Regions from separate parts of the Sus scrofa genome. Here region 1 is linked to region 2. A link is a contact called in public Hi-C data. All regions are on one chromosome and are shown on one strand. The core of a region is the stretch at or near the end of the contact, and the rest is flanking DNA. Distances in the headings are between cores, read along the strand shown.

Region 1 (5,876 bases), core at 1,353-3,852, 250 kb before region 2:
AAATTCCGCTTCTGTGTGTGAGAAGATTCAAAACCTCTCATAAAGTTTGGTCCTGCTTGATTGTGAAGCTTGTGAGGATGGTGTAGAAACCCTGGGTTGTGTTGTGTTGAAGAAATTAGATCCAGATTTAGCACTTCTGCATGTACACAAGTACATAAAACTAGTTTTACCAGGGATTGTTTCTGGCTGTATCTGTTTTATCTCTGTGCATCTTAACGTGTCTTCTGTGAATGTTTATGCTTCGTGGTCTCCGTGTATATACTTCGTGAGCTCCACGAAGCTGGGTTCTAGCCTAGCACAGCAACATCAAGTTTGTCTTAGAAAGTCTTTTTTTTTTTTAATGAGGTCAAATATCAGCCTCCCCCAACCACCACCACCACCACCACACACACACACACACACACCACACACACACACACACACACACACACACACACACACACACACACACACACACAAGCCCTCCAACCACTTAATTTTAAAAGCAGAGTCTGAAAGTTTTCTCTCTCTTGCTCTCTTTCTCTCTCTTCCTTCCTGAATGTTACATGTTCTACTAAGCTCTAAGGGTTATTTCCATCAGTTTGCTTTCTTATCTTGCCTTTTCCACAGGGTTTTTTTGTTTTGTTTTGTTTTGTTTTGTTTCCTGCCTTTCTTAGAATTCTGTAGATTGTTTTAATTTCAGGGTATGGTGTACAGGATATGTTTTAATCCTGACAGTGTGGATCACTACCAGTTGAAAGAGTGTTTATTTACCCTAAAAAAATAGAAAATCTATTCTGCAAGTTGTTTTTAATTTGTTGCTGTTTACATGATCTTGCCGAACTCTTAACATTTCACCCATCTGTTTGCAAAGAAGTCTGTAAACATAATGAACTGAAATATATTTAGTAAGTGATCAGTGAAGACTCAGTACTGTCCTTTTGTCACCCAATATCCACTCTCTTAAATATTTATGGAATGCCTCTACTCTGCTAAGGAATGTGTTAGGTCTTGGGCTTGGTCTTTCTGCCTGTGTCTGTCTGTCTCTCTCCTTGTCTTTGTCTCTTAACATTTTTGATTGTGAAATATACCATATATACATAAAAGTGCACAGAACTTATGTGTAGTTTACAGTTAAAAAATAAACAATCTTGGAGTTCTCTGGCCTGGCATTTGGGGATTCAGTGTTGTCACTGCTGTGGCTCAGGTTCGATCCCTGGCCCAGGAATTTCCACATGCCGTGGGTGCAGTAAAAAAAAAAAAAAAAAACACAAAGCAAAACAAGACAGCCTTGTGATCATCACCAGGTCAAGAAAGAGTAAATTGCCTCCTTCAAGTGTTCTCTCCCAGTCAGAATTCCTCCCAACCCCCAAGGTCATCGCAATTGTAAACTGCTTTTCTTCATGCCTTTGTGACCTGTGTGAGCCATTCTAAACAAATTAGCTTAGTTTTGTCCGGTTGTTGTTTTTTTTTTTTCCCCCAAGTCCTGTATAACTGGAATTATGCTGTAAATCTTCTTTTGTGTTTTGTTTATAAGACCTTTTATAAGGTTGTTTTTTGTCTTTTCCATATGAAGCCTGCTCTGGAGTGGGGGTGGGGTGGGGCACTTCTCCATGGAATAAATGCAGATGTCCCAGCCTCACTTGTCACTCACCTGCTGCTCCACTGTTAATAGACCTGGTGACACTTTGGTCTGAACTTTTTTTTTCAGCCAGTATTTTGGTCACAGTCTTCACCACCTGTTAAAATCCTCCACCGTCCATGCTGTAATGGAAAATCATGTGTTAGAAAAACTCTGCCCCATTTTGGAGAGTGCGGAGTGGGGGACACTTCTGGAGACACACAGCTTAATTAGGGTCTGAGCAGAAACTTTAGTTCTGCATTAATAAGCAATTTGCTTAAAGGCTGAGACTTGTTACAAGTCAACTTTGCTGCAGTGCCAGGTTTCTTTGGATGTTAATCCAGGGACTTTTAGATATACAGAAAAAGCTTAAATTGTTCCAGGATTCAGACAATACTCTACATTGTGTAGAGATGGCTGTTAAAGGGCAACAAAGACCTGAAACAATAGTCAGCATTGTGCATCATCTAAAATTATGAATGAGAAAGGATCATCCATATGTATCGCTCTTAATTTTTATTGTATATCTGTTTTGCATGAAAATAGTTGCCTGTGAATTCTTGTTGGCTAATGATTTGATTTTAATAGAGTGAATTCCAGAATTTAATGGTTTGATGCAGATGCGTTCTGCCAAGCAATTTAGCAAAGTGTTTACACTACCCCAGATCCAGCTGGACAGAGCCTGTGCTTCTTCTCTGATAACAGTTGAGGGAGTGATGAGTGCAAATTTCTGGATGTTTTCCCCCTTTAAAAACAAACACATCTTTTCTTATGTGGCAGCCCTATTAAAGTGACAAGGGATTAATTTTTAATTTAATTTCAATGTCAGCAGCTTTGTCCTGTACCCATTTTCTCTCTTTCTTACTACGCGTGTCCTTTTAAACTATGTTTTTCTGAGGAGCAACTGATAAACCATTGACTCACCCCACGGAGAACCCTTGTTTTACTTTCCTCTTGAAAAGCTCTGACCTCTTTGCCAGTGCTTCAAATCACCCAGGAGAGTGGCTTGCGTAGCTTTTGAAAGGGTTACGTAATAGCGGCGGTACCAGGCTTGAAGTTCTACTGAGTGGAGGGAAAACACTGATGGAAAATAGTGGTCATTCTTGATAGAAAACCTCCATCCGGTTTTCCAGCACGGCCCTGCTAAATGGACAGTTGGAAACAATTACCACGAGTTTCTGGGGATATTGATGGAGACCCTTTTCTGTTACAGGCTTTATATCCCTAAGAGATGGCTGGAGTTCCTGCTGTGGGTGCAGTGGGTTAATGATCTGGCATTGTCTCTGCAGCAGCTTGGTTTGCCGTGAGGTGCAGGTTTGATCCCCGGCTTGTCACAGTGGGTTGAGGATCCAGTGTTGCTGAAGCTGTGATGTACGTTGCAGCTGCAGCTCGGATTCCACCCCTGGCTGGGAGCTTCCTTATGCCGAACCTGTAGCCAAAAAAAAAAAAAAAAGAGAGAGTGGGAGAGAGATGACTGACACTGGTGCCGGAAGAGCTAGAGTGAAGTAGAGTTCTAGGACTAGCAGACATTAGACATTGCTCTTGGCGTCCAGTAATAAATACAGCACATTGAAAATGTGAAATAGTATAAATACTAATATTTATTAGTATTATTTATATTTGTAATAATAATAAATACAGCACATTGAAAATGTGAAATAGTATAAATGCTAGTATTATTATTTATATTTATAATAATAATAAATACTGCACATTGAAGTACACATCTGTATCACACACATACACACGTGCATGCCATGCATGGCTTTCTATTTTGTGCAACAAAGAGAAAGAACAGGAGAGAGACTTCTTACCCAGCTGGAAGGATCCTTATGTGCCATTTAAGGAGAAAATAGGGGACCCGCCATACCTCCTTGGCTTTCCTACCTGTGTTCTCTTCACAATCCATCCTTCTTTGCTTTCCCTTAGATTCAGTGAAAGGCTGATTCTTGCATCGGTGCTCACAAGTCCCAACCTCCCTGGCCGCAGGAACTTATCTGTGCTCTCTTGCTCTTCTGATTCCCCTTCTTCCTCTCCTGGGTCTTTCTCTTCATCATGTACTTAACGCCCAAGTGTCTCCCAACTTTAAAACAAAAACGAGTCCATCCCTAGGCCTTGTGTTACCCTTTAGCCATCGCACAGTCTTTTCCTTGCCATCCAGGTTACCAGGAGAAGAAGGTCACTGTATCCCTCCTTACCTTCTGTTCCTCAATCCACTGTCACTGTCATCTGACTTCTGTTCCCAGGGCTCCACTGAAATTGTTCTGGACGAGGTTACTAAATGATATCCTAGTGGCACGTTTAATGGACACTTTCTAGTCCTTACCTTAGTTGAGTCTCTGTGCCTTTTGGTGCTGATACTTTCCAATTTTTTTTTTTGGGGGGAGTCTTTTAGGGCTGCACTTGCAGCCCATGGAAGTTCCCAGGCTAGGGGTTGAACCTGCAGCTACCAGCCTACACCACAGCCAAGCAATGCCGGATTCGAGCCTCATCTGCAACTTACACCACAGCTCTTGGCAATGCCGGATCCTTAACCCACTGAGCGAGGCCAGGGATCGAACCCGCATCCTCATGGATTACTGGTTGGGTTCTTCTCTGCTGAGCCACAACAGGAATTCCTCCTTCCAAATTCTTCAAATTCCTCCTTCGGTTGGTGCAATTACTTGTCCAGTCCCCCCTCCATTGTGAACAAAGCACGGATGAGCAACATGTGCTCCTGGTGGTGGGTAGGAGTTCGCAGAAAAGCCAGGCAGGCCCATGAGAGTAGATTGGAGGGTAAGAGGAGCAATAGGAGAGCTGTGAACCTGCAGTGGTTTAGGCCAGAGGGGGTAGAGGGGATGGAGGAGTTGGAGGAGGGAGAAGCGGGAAGATCTTAGTGATACTGAGAGAGGCCCTGGGTGGAGCAGGGTGTGAGAGAAAGGGCCAGGAGGACAGTGAAAGTCTGGTTTCCAGCTGGTCCACGTGTGTGGGGTGCTGCCCTTTGCAGAGATGGAAACATGGGGAAAAGACTGGGATCTGGGGTGAGACCATGAGTTTACTTTTTCGTGTGTAGAGTTTGAAGGATCTTTGAAATTTCAAAGAAGAGATAAATATCAGAAAGTTGCATGTATGGGTGTAGCACTCAGAGGAGAGAGGATATGAATTTGGGATAGAGGATAAGTGAAACTTTGGACAAGAATGGTCACCTAGGGACAGAGAGTAGAAATGGAAGAGGACCTCGGATGAAGGGGAAGTGGTCTTCTCTTGTTAGGTCTCAGTGGGTTTTCCTCATTGTTACTAAAATACCCACATGGCTGCCTGCTCCCTGCGTCCCCTCCTGGCCCTGGGCCGTAGCATTGCCAGAGTGTTCCTCCTCATTCTCTCGCCAGCCTCGTCCTGCGTGGTCCCATCACCCACACCCTGACTCCCACTTGCCTCCACCCACAGCTCAGAAATACCAGACTCCTTCCTCCCCGGGTGAGCCCCTGCCTCCTACAGCCCCACTTTCTTGTGGCTTCTGTTAGTCCCCACGTGCAGAGGCTTCTTCTGGAAAGGGGCCCTCCTCTCAGCTACGCTCGTGTTTGTGTTTCCATGGTGTGCCATGGGTGCTTCTGTCAGAGAATCTGTCTCCCAGTGTTGTCCACTCACCTGTCCACCTTACTGTGGGCCCTGGTCGGGGTGGGGGAGGGAGGGGCTTTTCTTTCATCTCCGTGTTCTCACCTTGCACCAAGCACCATGGTGTCTGCCTATGTCTGAATCTATGCATTAAAGATAAAGAAACATTGAAGTTGTGTCATGAACCCAGGGATGCTCAGTTAGTTGGTAACACAAATGAGCTTGTTAATTCTTAGAATGTTCTTCTTAGAAGACAAATTGCCAGGAAAGGCAGGGATGTGAAGGGGGAGTGGGAAGAGAGGGTCAGGGGTGGGGTGGGTAGGGAGGGTGGCGGGGGGGAGAAAACCCTTTAAGGCGCAGTTTCTGGAGAAAAACATTTGAAGTGGCCTGGGTGGAAGTAACTTCCTCGTCACATCTTGTTTTCTAATTAATTGATTTTGGTCTAGTAAGTGAACTGATCACTTAGGAAAATTATATATATATAATTTTATATATATATTTTATTGTCCTTTCAGGGCTGCTCCCACAGCATATGGAGGTTCCCAGGCTAGGAGTCAAATCAGAGCTGCAGCTGCCAGCCTACACCACAGCCACAGCAACTTGGGATCCAGCTCACAGCAATGACGGATCCTTTAACCCACTGAAGGGACTGGGATTGAACCCGCATCCTCGTGGATGCCAG
Region 2 (5,289 bases), core at 1,388-3,887:
AGCCCTTAGATGCTCCAGAAAACAGAAGCACGTAATCTTTTCCTCCTTGTTAAGAAAAAAACTTTAACAAAATTTTTATGCTGGAAGAATTGCTTAAAACTAGGGAAGGCCAGACACTTTAGGATTTATCACTATCATCACATAAGATATTATATCAACAAGTTATACCAACAATAACTTTGGGAATAGGATGTTCTCACACAGTTCTTTCACATCTTCTATGGCAAGAAAGGCTGCAGTGATAAGAACTTTTAGAAATACCTGAACAGGATATTGGAAGGCCTTTTAGAAAAAATAAAATGGAGACTTTTCAAATGCTGCAGGAGAGCAAGCAAAACCCTGTGAGGAGCTCACTGCCAGAATATGTCCTTTCATAAAACGTTAAGTCATCTTTGATGAATCCCAAAGGTTCCTTATTTTAATATACTCTGGAAATGATCCTCCAACACAATAACAAATCATCGAAAGCATCAAGTAAAGCACACGAGATAGTAAAAGCTGGAAAGAAGCTCAGCTGAATAAATAATGAGAGCACTGAAATGTATCATTTGATAACAGCTGCCACTTATGGCTTCATGATAAAGCATGCTTCCGCTTCTGCACTAGTAGGCAGAGGGCACCTGCTACCAAGCCTTAGCTACCTACCAGACTGAGCCCCTAGAGGGCACAGGCTCTCTTCCCATTCCTTTCTCTTGTGCTGTTCACTTATTTATCTACAAAAACATTCATTAATTTTTCTTGCCACTCAAAGCATATTTAATCATCAGCTAGGAACTAGTAATCCCATCTAAGCTTAGGAATATTTCCTGAATAAAGATATTTAAATAAGTTAATATGCTGGCATGTATATAACTGTGTACTATAACTTTACTATCTTGTGCAGAAGGATAGCATCAGAATCTTCAGAGGCTGTCTTATTGACCTCTGTATCATCTGAAAGTGTATCATGAAACAGAAGCTCCAATATTTGCTGAATTGAACTATGACAAGTCATTAAAATAAAGTCATATACATATATATTTGGGTGTTTATTCAATATAAACAGCTAAATATATAACTATATGCAACTTGTGTATCTACAAGCATGTACATCCATAAAAGGTTTCCCAATCCAAGCTGATGGCTCCCTTATTGCAAAAAACCAGCAGTTACTACTATGTTTCCCTCTCCCTACCTGGCAAAGGTATTAAGGGTGGAAGGAGGAGGGAAGAAGATGGATGTATTACATATATAAGCAGGAAAGAAAGAACAGCCACAGAAGACAGTTGGGGCGCTTTGCCCATCAGGAGTCAAATCAATGAACCACCAGAGGAAGGAGAATTAATTCTTAGAATTCTGAGCAGGTCAGTGTTTCCTCCAGTGCCAGCTGTATACAGCAGGGCCACAAGATACGAAGTAGCTGATCAAGAGACTACACAGTCTCAGAGTCGCGTAACAAAACCCAGTGATGGATCAGCCCATGTACCTCCCTTTACTTACTACAGTTGAAGAAAGTAAGTCCTCAGAGAAAGGGGGCTGCTTTCCTAAAGCTAAACAGAGAGGTCATTGCGGGGCTGGGGCTGGCTGCAACCTACATCCCCCAAAGTCTCACCCAGGAGAATGTGGGAACAGTACCAAAGAAACTCAGCAAGGATGCCTTCCTAGGATCTGCAGGTACATTTCTGGGGCTTCTTGAAGCCCATGAAATTGTCGGCAAAATTGTGTGTGCCTTCCATTTGGGGGAAGGGGAGCAGGCTTTCATCCGTCTGGACCAGTTGACTTAAAAAAATTAAGAACCACTATGTCAAGCGTTGGGCTTGGGGAAAAGGCTACAAGTGAATGAGAGTAATTCCAAATTAAAAGGAACCCAGATTCTCAATAACCTGAAGACTGTTCTTGGGCCAGGCAGCCAGTAGAACCATCTAAGGAGAACACAGCCCTAAATTTTCTAGCCTGGATGGTAAAAGAGATTCTATAAGGAAAAAGGCATGTGTTTAGACAAGGGAGGCATGTCTTTGTGACTTCAGGTGACAGAGGCAGGAGTAAGGAGCATGAACCTTAATGACTGATTAGGTGGCCTCAGAAGACAGGTCAGAAGTAACCAGTAAGGCTGAGTTCTCTGGAATTCCAGAAAAGGTTTTGGTGGTAGTAGTCATCATGAACCATGATGGGAGGTTTCTGCAGCTTCTCAAAGCCAAGACAGCCTTGACTTTCAATCAGGCCTTTCACTATACCTGCTTCTGAACAGTGAGCCCAGAAAGGGTGCCACACACCCTGGGAGACCCAACGTGATCACAGGGGTCTTTGTTTTCCTCTTATTCCTAATGTCAACATCAGTCCCAGGAGTGGGCAAAGGCCTTGGTACTTGGTCACGGGGAACTGGATACACGTCAGCCATTGCAATTTCCCTGGGAAACAGAAAATATTTTCCCCACTCTATGGATGAGGAAATTGAAGCAAAGGGAGAAATGTCCAAGGTTTTTCAAGGAGGTGAAGAGCCAAGAGCTCTGAGGTTAGAGCTTGTAGCTAAATACTCCACACTGGCTCTGGATGGATATTCCATCTTCTTTTGGGAACCAAGCGGTTCTGGAGATGGGGGAAACACTAGTTGCTAAGGACAAGATGTGGGATAACAGTTTACACCACACAATCGTACATATGGAATCCATCACACATTAAAACAGAAGACTTGAGCTCTCCCTGGGTAAATGAGATAGAAAAAGAGAACCTGGGGGTTACTCATCATTTTCCAGATCAGAGATTTATGTGCCTTTTGGAAAAGAGAAGGAAAATCTGGCTGCAGCCCAGTTTTGAGCAATATTTGCCACTGAGAAGCTGTATGCAAAAATTCCTGGCACAAGCTTTGGAGAGCTCTTCCGATTGGGCTCCAGCCAGTCCTTGTAAATGATTGAGATTTAAAACCCTATCAAATCAGAGCAGAGAGTATCCTTGAGGCAGCCCCATAAACCCCTCTCTCTAAAGCTCATTTCAAACCTACAATAGGAATGTTCAGAGAGGACAATTATCTGCACATACCCATGAAATACAGATTTTTTTTTTTTTAAGCCAAGAAGGGTAGATATCCACATCTAACAATAATCTGAGTGGCTGGAATGTAGTTGATTACTTCTTTATAGTTAAATATATTTTTTGATTTTTCTGCAATGAAAATGCATTGCTTGTGGAATAAAGAATTAAATAAAAGTAAGTAAAGGAAATATAAACGCTAGTAACTTTGAGCATCAATAGAGAGCCAGGGCTTATCTCATCCGACTGACTCATTTAACAAAAGAAGAAAGGGAGGCGGGCAGACGGGGATGGGGGGGTGCACCTTGCTTGTGGCCAGCAGGGGATGGAGAGCCAGGGCCTGGAAATCCCCTGACTGCCTTCCTGCACCCCCCAACCCTTGGGGCCTCCCCTCCCCAACCGCTACAGCTGCTGGATTCCTTAGGCTAGGAAACCCCCTAAGCCTGTGCTAGGTGAGAAAGTTTTACATGGAATTATAAAATTCAAAATAGCAGCCTTAAGTGTTAGAAAAAGTACGTCAGACTCCAGCTCAAGAAGAGCTGAAATCAAAATGGCACTCGCCAAGACAAGAGGACAATTAGAACTGAATTACGTGACCCAGACTCTGTCACAACTGCTACACAGGACAATGGCATCAACACTGTTTGCTGGCCTCTGGCTATCAAACACATGACCCCCATGCCTGGGGGACCTTCCTCTTGCCCTCTCTCCCATGAATTTCTACAAATTCCTATTCATCCTCTAGCATTGACCTAGAAGACACTGCAAGGCCTCTCTGGTCTTTCCCATTCACAAAGTCAATAGTACAGGATACCGGACCAAGAGGATGGACCCTGCCTGCAGAACTTAACAGAGTGTTAGGGAGATGTTGGTTTATAGGTCTTACTCTCTAGACAGTGTTCTTTGAGGGCAGTGGCTACTTTAATCATCTTTGTATCTGGGGCATACAGCAGACATTCAAATGTCAGTTGAAAAATGAATGTGTGCTAACAGATACACAGTAAGAGCGGAAACTTCTCCCTCTAAATCTACCATTGGTCTTTCTTTCTGTTCTCTAAATGCTGTATCTATTCCTTTTTTTTTTTTTTTTTGTCTTTTGTCTTTTGTCTTTTCAGGGCTGCACCAGCGGCATATGGAGGTTCCCAGGCTAGGGGTCTAATCAGAGCTGTTGCTGCTGGCCTACACCACAGCCACAGCAACGCCAGATCCAAGCCATGTCTGTGACCTATACAACTCACGGCAACACCGGATCCTTAACCCACTGAGCAAGGCCAGGGATCAGACCCACAACCTCATGGTTGCTAGTCAGATTCGTTTTCGCTGCGCCACAATGGGAACTCCACTGTATCTATTCTTTAAGTGGCTCAGTGGGTTAAAAATCCAGTATTGTTACTGTTCTCTCCTGAATTCATTTCCTGGCCTGGGAACTTCCCTATGCTGCGGACTCGGCCAAAAAAAAATAAAAATAAAAATAAACAGTGCATCTGTAGCACATTTAGGTAACAAGTTCCTTTGGGATACAGGTTTTCTTAAAAAAAAAAAAAGTTTAAATAAATAGCTGAATTTAATTTCGGTATTTCATGCTTAAGTAACAAATTTAAGAGAAATGAGAGAAGGAAGGTGGACTCTATCATATCAAAAGATAAGTGGACAGGGTGGCTATGACAAAGGCAAAAAGGACGTACAGTTTACTGTATGGTGATAGCAAGACATCCTTCTTATGGCAACCTCTCCCTATCGCCTCTCAAGACACACATACACAGGTGCACACAAAAAAGCTAATAACAAGTCACTCTGGGAAGTTTAATCATAACCCATCAGCAGAAGAGCCCATCATACTGTAAACACCAAAATGAGTATATATAGTATTAGGGTTGGTAATGGCTAATTAAACTCTGAAGATCAGGTTTCCGGGCACATTGTGCCACATCTGTGTACTAGGTAGTCCCAGATGGTATGAACGCCAAGTTGCTTCTTTACAACAGTCTGCTCCTGCAATATCACCAAGATTCTGAGAGATACAATTGTATGAGAGTAAGGATACTCTGCCAAGAGTCTCCTCAGGTCTCTCTGCTCCTGACTGTACAGATCTGAGAGAAGTTTCCAGTATCAGGAACAAGGCTACTGCTACATAAAACACCAGAAGGTGCCTGGTTTTACTCCTTCTAGTGAAAGACAATGGTCACAATATTCAATATGCTGCTCCTCTCCCCCAGGACAGGCTGGGAAGGGATACCCGGGAACTTTCTGGGGTGATGGAAACACTGCCAAAATTAAAGAATG

What was found. A called contact is a pair of places that touch in the nucleus more often than the background predicts.
Region 1: a contact with region 2 is called in a Hi-C map of fetal skeletal muscle, with 4 times the contacts expected there. The contact joins two enhancer-like sites. A contact is called at or near these places in 1 of 5 promoter capture datasets (liver), 22 of 47 Hi-C or Micro-C datasets (adipocytes, adipose tissue, alveolar macrophages and 14 more) and 2 of 2 datasets of contacts at active chromatin or transcription factors (alveolar macrophages and skeletal muscle).

The regions. Positions count from the first base shown.
Region 1 is chr13:67,767,752-67,773,627 of Sscrofa11.1, reverse strand. All of the region lies in intron 2 of VGLL4 (transcription cofactor vestigial-like protein 4), which reads left to right. Among named protein-coding and RNA genes, the nearest start is that of VGLL4, 100 kb to the left of the region's middle. Within about 2 kb of position 2,602, at least 22 of the 83 cell types and tissues checked have an H3K27ac peak or open chromatin away from gene starts, as enhancers often do. A contact at or near this core is called in adipose tissue and fetal skeletal muscle, where this site is marked.
Region 2 is chr13:67,521,404-67,526,692 of Sscrofa11.1, reverse strand. The region is part of intron 18 of ATG7 (autophagy related 7); the gene reads right to left. Among named protein-coding and RNA genes, the nearest start is that of ATG7, 110 kb to the right of the region's middle. Within about 2 kb of position 2,637, at least 6 of the 83 cell types and tissues checked have an H3K27ac peak or open chromatin away from gene starts, as enhancers often do. A contact at or near this core is called in adipose tissue and fetal skeletal muscle, where this site is marked.